2 separate regions of the Zea mays genome follow, and region 1 is linked to region 2. Evidence: chromatin contacts called from public Hi-C data. All regions are on one chromosome and are shown on one strand. Each heading gives the region's core, a stretch centred on a gene start, on an enhancer-like site or on the middle of the called end of the contact. The rest is flanking DNA. Distances are from core to core; before and after follow the strand shown. Region 1 holds the start of LOC542560 (oxo-glutarate/malate transporter1). Region 2 has its middle 160 kb from the start of LOC542560.

Region 1 (3,498 bases), core at 548-3,047, 160 kb before region 2:
GGAGCCCATCAACATAGATCCTGACACTGCTGTGGCCGATGTTGAGGCAGACACACCTACTAGTTCTCGGGTAAGAAATAGAGCTTCCACATCTGATGTGTGGAATGAATTTGACAAAATATATAAGGTTGTTGATGGTGTGAGGGTCAGGTGTCAGGCTAAGTGCAAAGTTTGCAAGTGTGTTTTGTCTGCTAAATCTTCTGGTGGCACTGGTCATCTTAATCGGCATAGAAATGCATGCAAACTGAAGCATGGCAGAAATGCCTTTGCCCAGTCCCTGCTCCAGTTTAATCCTTATGGTAGTGCTAGATTGTGGGAGTACAATGCTGATGTTGCTAGGTCTGAGATGTGTCGTTTGATATGTCGGCTTGATCTACCTATTTGCTTGGCTGAATCATCTGCTTTTAAAGAGTACATTAAAAAGGCTCATAATCCTAGATTTTCTGCTATCTCTAGACAAATAACCACTAGAGATATTAAAAAGTATTACAATGATTCACGTGCTAAGCTTGTTGACACATTTAAAAATTCTATTTCTTCTGTTGCTGTGACATCTGATATATGGTCTGGGAATGCTAAAGAGGATTACTTGAGTGTTGTTGTACATTATGTTAATTCTGCATGGGAATTGAAAAAAAGGATAATAGAACTAAGGCTAATTGAAAAAAAGGATAATAGGACACATCTCTTTCTATGTTGGCTAAGGATGTACCAACTATGCCTGTCTCTACCATTTCATCAGAAAGTGCTTTCAGTCTCACTGGCAGGATTATCGAGGAGCGTCGACTGACCTCGGAGATGGTCGAGATGCTGACCTGCATCAAGGACTGGGAGGAAGGGAATGCAAGGACCCAACACACTGTTGAGAACAAAGAACTTGACTCATTCTCTGATCTATATCTTGATGATGAACAAGTTCCAGTTGACACTCCAGGGTCCTCTCATGCATCTCAATCTCAGACACCTACTGATCCACAACCACATGTCGAAGACTGATCTTATTTAGCTAGTTTGATCATATTTCAGCTGATGTGCCTGTAACTAAACTGTACAGTGTAAACAATGTCTGTGACTCTGTGATATGTAAGAACACTAAATGAGCTGTGGGCTGTACTCTTTTTTCCTATCTAGGGTTTTCTCACAAGGGTGAGTTTTTACCTAGATAGGTTTTTAATGAGGCAGCCATTGCACTAAACAGCTCAATATTAGCTATTTTAGTATGTTTAACTGTGTTTTGTGAATGCATATGTAACTGTTATTTTGTGATTTTTGGTGTAGTGCTCGGTCCGGTCCTGGCACTACGGGCTGCCCGGGCCTACCGTGCCGGCACGACACGGCTAAGGAGTCTTAGTGCCATGCCTGAGCCTGGGTTCAGGCACTAGTACCGTGCCAGCATGTCACGCCTAATAATCGTGCTAAACAGACCGTGTCCTAATCGTGCCGTGCCGGGCCGCCCATTTAGCCATCTATAGCACCAAGTAGCACACTAGCACTACAACTCTGCACCTGCACCTGCACCTGCACCTGCACCTGCACCTCGTATCGTTACAAGCTTTGCATGTGACGTACAAGTTTAAAGACCTCTCTTTTCTCTATCGAAACCTAAAACAATCTCCCCGCAGCATGCACACGTGTCACTACACCCACTGATCACCGGTGCACCAACGCCGGGTCCACGAAGACCAGTCTCCGATTCGATACGACCAATGCTCCGGGCACCCACCGCCATCTCCACCGTCCATCCACTTAAACCCCACCCTCAGTCCTCACCCACCACCTTCCATTCCCAGTCCCACCACCACTTGTCTCACCGCCGCCATGGCGTCCTCCACCGCGGCCTCGCCGCTCACCTGCCACCACCTCGGCAGCGTTGGTGCCCGCCCTCGCCTCCCGTCCCTCTCCATCTCCCTCCGCCGCCGCTCCTCCTCTTCCTCTAAGCCCACCTCCCTTTCCCACTCCCTCCCCTCCAAGCACTCGCTGGCCCCACCCCCCGCCGCATCCGCATCCTCCCGTCGCGGTCTCACCCCCGTACCCGCCTCCGCCTCCGCCGCCGCGGCTCCAGCGCCGGATCCAGTGCCGGTTCCAGCACCGGCTCCAGCGCCGGCTCCAGCACCGGCCGCCCCGCCGAAGAAGCCCGCGCTGCAGGGCGCGGCCATCAAGCCGCTCCTGGCCTCCATCGCGACTGGCGTCCTCATCTGGCTCATCCCGCCCCCCGCCGGCGTGCCCCGCAACGCGTGGCAGCTCCTAGCCATCTTCCTCTCCACCATCGTCGGCATCATCACCCAGCCGCTGCCCCTCGGCGCGGTCGCCCTCCTCGGCCTCGGCGCCGCCGTGCTCAGCCGCACGCTCACGTTCGCCGCGGCCTTCTCGGCCTTCGGCGACCCGATCCCCTGGCTCATCGCGCTCGCCTTCTTCTTCGCGAGGGGGTTCATCAAGACCGGCCTCGGCTCCCGCGTCGCCTACGCCTTCGTCGCCGCCTTCGGGTCCTCCTCCCTCGGCCTCGGCTACTCGCTCGTCTTCGCCGAGGCGCTCCTCGCCCCCGCCATCCCCTCCGTCTCGGCGCGCGCTGGCGGCATCTTCCTACCGCTCGTCAAGTCTCTCTGTGAGGCATGCGGCTCGCGCGCCGGCGACGGCACGGAGCGCCGGCTCGGAGCCTGGCTCATGCTCACGTGCTTTCAGACCTCCGTCGTCTCGTCAGCCATGTTCCTCACTGCGATGGCGGCCAACCCGCTCTCGGCCAACCTCACAGCTGCCACTATCGGCGAGGGGATCGGGTGGACGCTCTGGGCCAAGGCCGCCATTGTGCCGGGGCTGCTGTCGCTCGTGCTCGTGCCGCTCATTCTGTATGTGATCTACCCGCCGGAGGTGAAGGCGAGCCCCGATGCGCCACGCCTGGCCAAGGAGCGGCTCGCCAAGATGGGACCCATGAGCAAGGAGGAGACGATCATGGCCGGCACGCTGCTGCTTACGGTATAATGATACACACTTGCCATTTTCTTAAAACATTTAATCTTTTGCCATTACGAAGAGGTCACATTTTGCGTTTCTATATTATAGCCTAGCATTATTTGAACTTGTCTTGTGCTATCAGTGTTCTTTATGCCTTGAATCCTGATGGTTAAAATTATTATCAGCTTTCTTGCATAACTACTTTATAGTGTTATATTATGAATATATGCACCATGCAATGTCTTTCTAATGTTCATATTCTTGACTGTCGCCGTCACTGCATGCATTTTTTCCATTTCTCTGCCTCATCTAACTTGAATACGAAATGTATCCACTTTTCTTCACTGAACATTATGCCCTTGCTCTGCATTCCACCAGGTTGGTCTTTGGATCTTTGGAGGCATGCTGAATGTGGATGCGGTTTCTGCAGCAATTCTTGGCCTAGCAGTCCTCTTAATCTCAGGGGTTGTCACATGGAAAGAGTGTTTGGCAGAGTCTGTGGCGTGGGATACCCTTACATGGTTTGCAGCACTTATAGCAATGGCTGGC
Region 2 (3,552 bases), core at 707-3,206:
AGCGTGGGTGCGCGAACTGGCGTGAACCGGGCGTGTCAGCCACGGTCGAACACGTGGAGACGTTGCTTCTGCCCATGTTCTAACGCTGATTGGGCGCAAATCTTCGCGAATTTGGGCAAGATCGCCGTGAAGGATTTGTTCCCCTGACTGTGCTTTGTCGTTTGCGTGTGGATTTTGCGCGGTTTTAGGCTAGGGACAGGGAGTTGTAACGTCGCTAAGTTGCAAGTGTCAGACAGCCGAGTCCCGAGGTCAAACTGCGCCCAAATTGTGTCAAATGCTTTTTGTTTGAGTTCAAACTTCACCAAAGCATGTTCAAGGAAATTTGGCGCCACTTTGATATTTGGACTTTATGGATTCGAGTTTTGGAAAACAGGGAACACATCTGAACTTGGGAAAGGGTTCTGAAATTCAGAATTCTGATTTCTGAATTTTCCCATAGGGCCTTAGTTCATGGGCTAATTTGGGGATTTTGGAAAATTCAACTGGCTAAACTTTCTTACTATATTTTGTTGGTTATTTAGTGCACTAAAACTTTGTTATTTGGTCCATATCAAAAAAATTTATTTTTCCCAAGTCTTTTCTCAAATCCCCTTTATGTGCTTAAATGGCCCACTTAGGATTATTTAGGGTTTGAGAGTTCTTCTTGCCTTGAGGTGCATGGCATGATTAAGGAGAATTTCTTAAGATGAAAAAGACTTACTTAAACCTTTATTATCAATTTATGATGTCCTTTCCTTAGTTTGGTTCACATGTGATAATGGATTTGAGTCAGCTCTAAGGAGAACCCTAGGTGACACTAGGGTGTTACAGTTGATCTAGGAGGGAGGACTACGAAATCAACATCACCAGTTCTCTGCATCAGCGCTACATCATGTAGGCACAGGTCCGGGTACCTAAAGCCTAATGCCTTTCTCCTCTGCTAACGAAGATATTACCTCAAAGCTCTAATACTAGATCCCGGGCGTGAGCGGGGTACAACTAGGGATTTTTTTAACCAAGCCAGAAATTTGTTACCGAGGAGATCGAACATGAGACCTAAAGATGTTACTTGAAACCCCAACCATTATGTTAGAGGCCCTTTCGCAGCAGAAACGAGCGCTCGCTCATCTGTTTCACCGTTTGTCTTTTTCTTCAACACTAGACTACATTTTATCGCCTTTTCTTCACTATGTGAATGAGATTTATTATCACTGATTTCAAACACACTATTTTCTCGGTGGAAACACTTAGAACCAATTAATGGAAGACAAATCATTTTTGTTTAAGTACTAGCTACGCCTTAAGGCCTCACCATAACTTGACGGATCTATTAGACGGATTTCTTCAAGACTTGGAGGGACTCATCAACACGTGGGTGAGCACAACATGGAGAGAACTATTTTCACCTCAGCAGGATCCTCTACTATAAGGTCCACGGACATAGCCACCGCTGACCGGCTGACATGTGGTCCCGGCCATGACTTGGCTCCGTCTATCAACGACGATACGTTACGGCCAAGAAGCCGCTCGCACTTTCACCGTGATGTCGAAGTGTTAGTAGTCACGTGAACGAAGCAATTCTGGGTTCCGCAGCAGGCGGGCCCACATAGGGCCGGTTATGAGTTTATGCAACAGAGGCGATGGCTAAGGGTCTACAATAAAAAGGGGTCCACATTCACATATGTAGAGACCAAGTAGACTATCTGAGAAGTTAAAAGCTTGAAATGAACTTTGATGCAGCTACATATTGTCATGTTTCGTGGTGTAAGTAGTAATCAAATTGATTTTATTTACTACTCTTTTGGTTTGTAGTATCACATCTGATAGTAAAAATAATAGCATTAATGTTTACTTCTTTGATTGTCGTGTTACAAATAATAAGCAATATTAAATCAAAGGGGCCTACAGTGCCCTGGTCGCTCAGGGCCTTGGGAAAATATAGAGCCGGCCCTGGGCCCACACAATGCATGTGCAACTCTTCTCAAATTCTCAAACCAGACGGAAGACTTTAAGAAAGGCGCACCGCACCAGCGTAGAATGATCGAGAAGCCCCTGACGCGCGGCTCGCAGAACGAAGATGGATCCAAGGCTGACCGAATCACGCTGAGCCAAAACACATCCGTCGGGAGACTCGGCTCTCCAGAGTCCGGACTCCAGACTCTACTACACCTATACGAGCTGTTTTGGATTGCCTTTGGTACCCCTGCATGTTAGATTGTATAGGTACTATACTACACCCAACATAAAATGTAAAAAGATCAGCCATTTTAGATAATATTACAAAGAAAAGCTAGAATAAATAATAGCAAGAGGGAAACATCTATTTTTATACGTGTCTTAACGATAGGATAGTGCCACAATCAGTCAATCTAATACCAGTGCTATTTGATATAAATATAAAAAGTAAAATAATTTCTTTGTTGGCTATCCTATAATTTAAATGACTAGCTAAACCACTAATAACAGTTAAAAGGTTAAAAAACATCTTTCAGACAAAAAAGTCACGTTTGATAGGATTTCTCATGTGCGACTCCAGTGTCCGAGCCGGAGCCCCGCGAAATGGAGCTAGTTTCTTTAGGCTCTAGCTCCTTTAAGCTACCTCTAACTCCTTCCAATTGAATGCTAAAAGGGCTCCTCGCTCGCGTCATGTTTAGAATGGCTCTGTCCGCTAAAAGCTACTCCAATATTTCTCTAAACAATCCATAAATCTTCAATTTAAGAAATAAACAGAAAATACTTCTCTAATAATTCTCCTTCTTCAAAATAGATTCGTTAAATTTAGTTACTTGCTATCCAACCCTATTTACTCTCTAGGTTTAACAACTCATAGGCACTTCCTAAATGTATTTAGCATCAATTTCTTTGCACCAACGTGTCCATTTTTCATCTTTCCTGCACAACGATGTAGCCAGGTCCGACACGCTCTCCTCCCCTTTTCCGCACAATGAGGCAGCCAGATGCAACACGTGCGACACAAGCTTATTCTCCGTAGTCCGACCACAATTGCCCCATACGCCGCGCCGCCGGACTACCGCTCCCTCACAAGGTGTTCCGATTGGCCTTCTCCTCCGACCTAGACGTCCTCTCCTCTCGTCCTCACCACTAGCTAGGTTCAATAGAAGCAGGCCTGCCAAAACCAGACCAAGCTATTTTTACTCCAAATAGCTATTTAGCAACTTACTAAACATGAGTTTAGAAAACTTTTTTAGAGAATTATTGTAGTTGCTCTAAGCTGTTAGAGCCGTGGGTGCGGAAAACTTACCAAAAGAGCGCTAAGGCTGTCTCCAGCAATTTCCCTAAATTTTATACTCTAAAGAAATGTTATGTCATTTGCAGAACACTCGTTCCGTTCTTTATATTTTCACCATCTCTAGTAGCATCCTCTAAATTTTGTCCTCTATATCTTATCCTCCATATTCTTTCTAACCATATTAACATAATTCAATTTCATTAACTTTTTCGTATCTGATCAAATAAATTGACTGTTAGCATTTTATGAATTAGCATTTTGACAAAATGGCAAAAAATCAAATTAACAATAAATTAGAAGGGTGCCATGGACTGATTTCTTGG

Evidence for each region. Hi-C and Micro-C count contacts between places; a contact is called where the count stands out from the background.
Region 1: a contact with region 2 is called in a Hi-C map of leaf, with 4 times the contacts expected there. The contact joins the promoter of LOC542560 here to the enhancer-like site in region 2. A contact is called at or near these places in 3 of 25 Hi-C or Micro-C datasets (ear, leaf and tassel).

Annotation. Positions count from the first base shown.
Region 1 is chr10:28,851,931-28,855,428 of Zm-B73-REFERENCE-NAM-5.0, reverse strand. LOC542560 (oxo-glutarate/malate transporter1) reads left to right here and starts at 1,797. Exons shown (of 3, transcript NM_001112100.1): 1 at 1,797-2,970; 2 at 3,328-3,498. The coding sequence starts at 1,819.
Region 2 is chr10:28,692,650-28,696,201 of Zm-B73-REFERENCE-NAM-5.0, reverse strand. No RefSeq gene overlaps it. Among protein-coding and RNA genes, the nearest start is that of LOC542560, 160 kb to the left of the region's middle. Within about 2 kb of position 1,956, at least 17 of the 20 cell types and tissues checked have an H3K27ac peak or open chromatin away from gene starts, as enhancers often do. A contact at or near this core is called in ear and leaf, where this site is marked.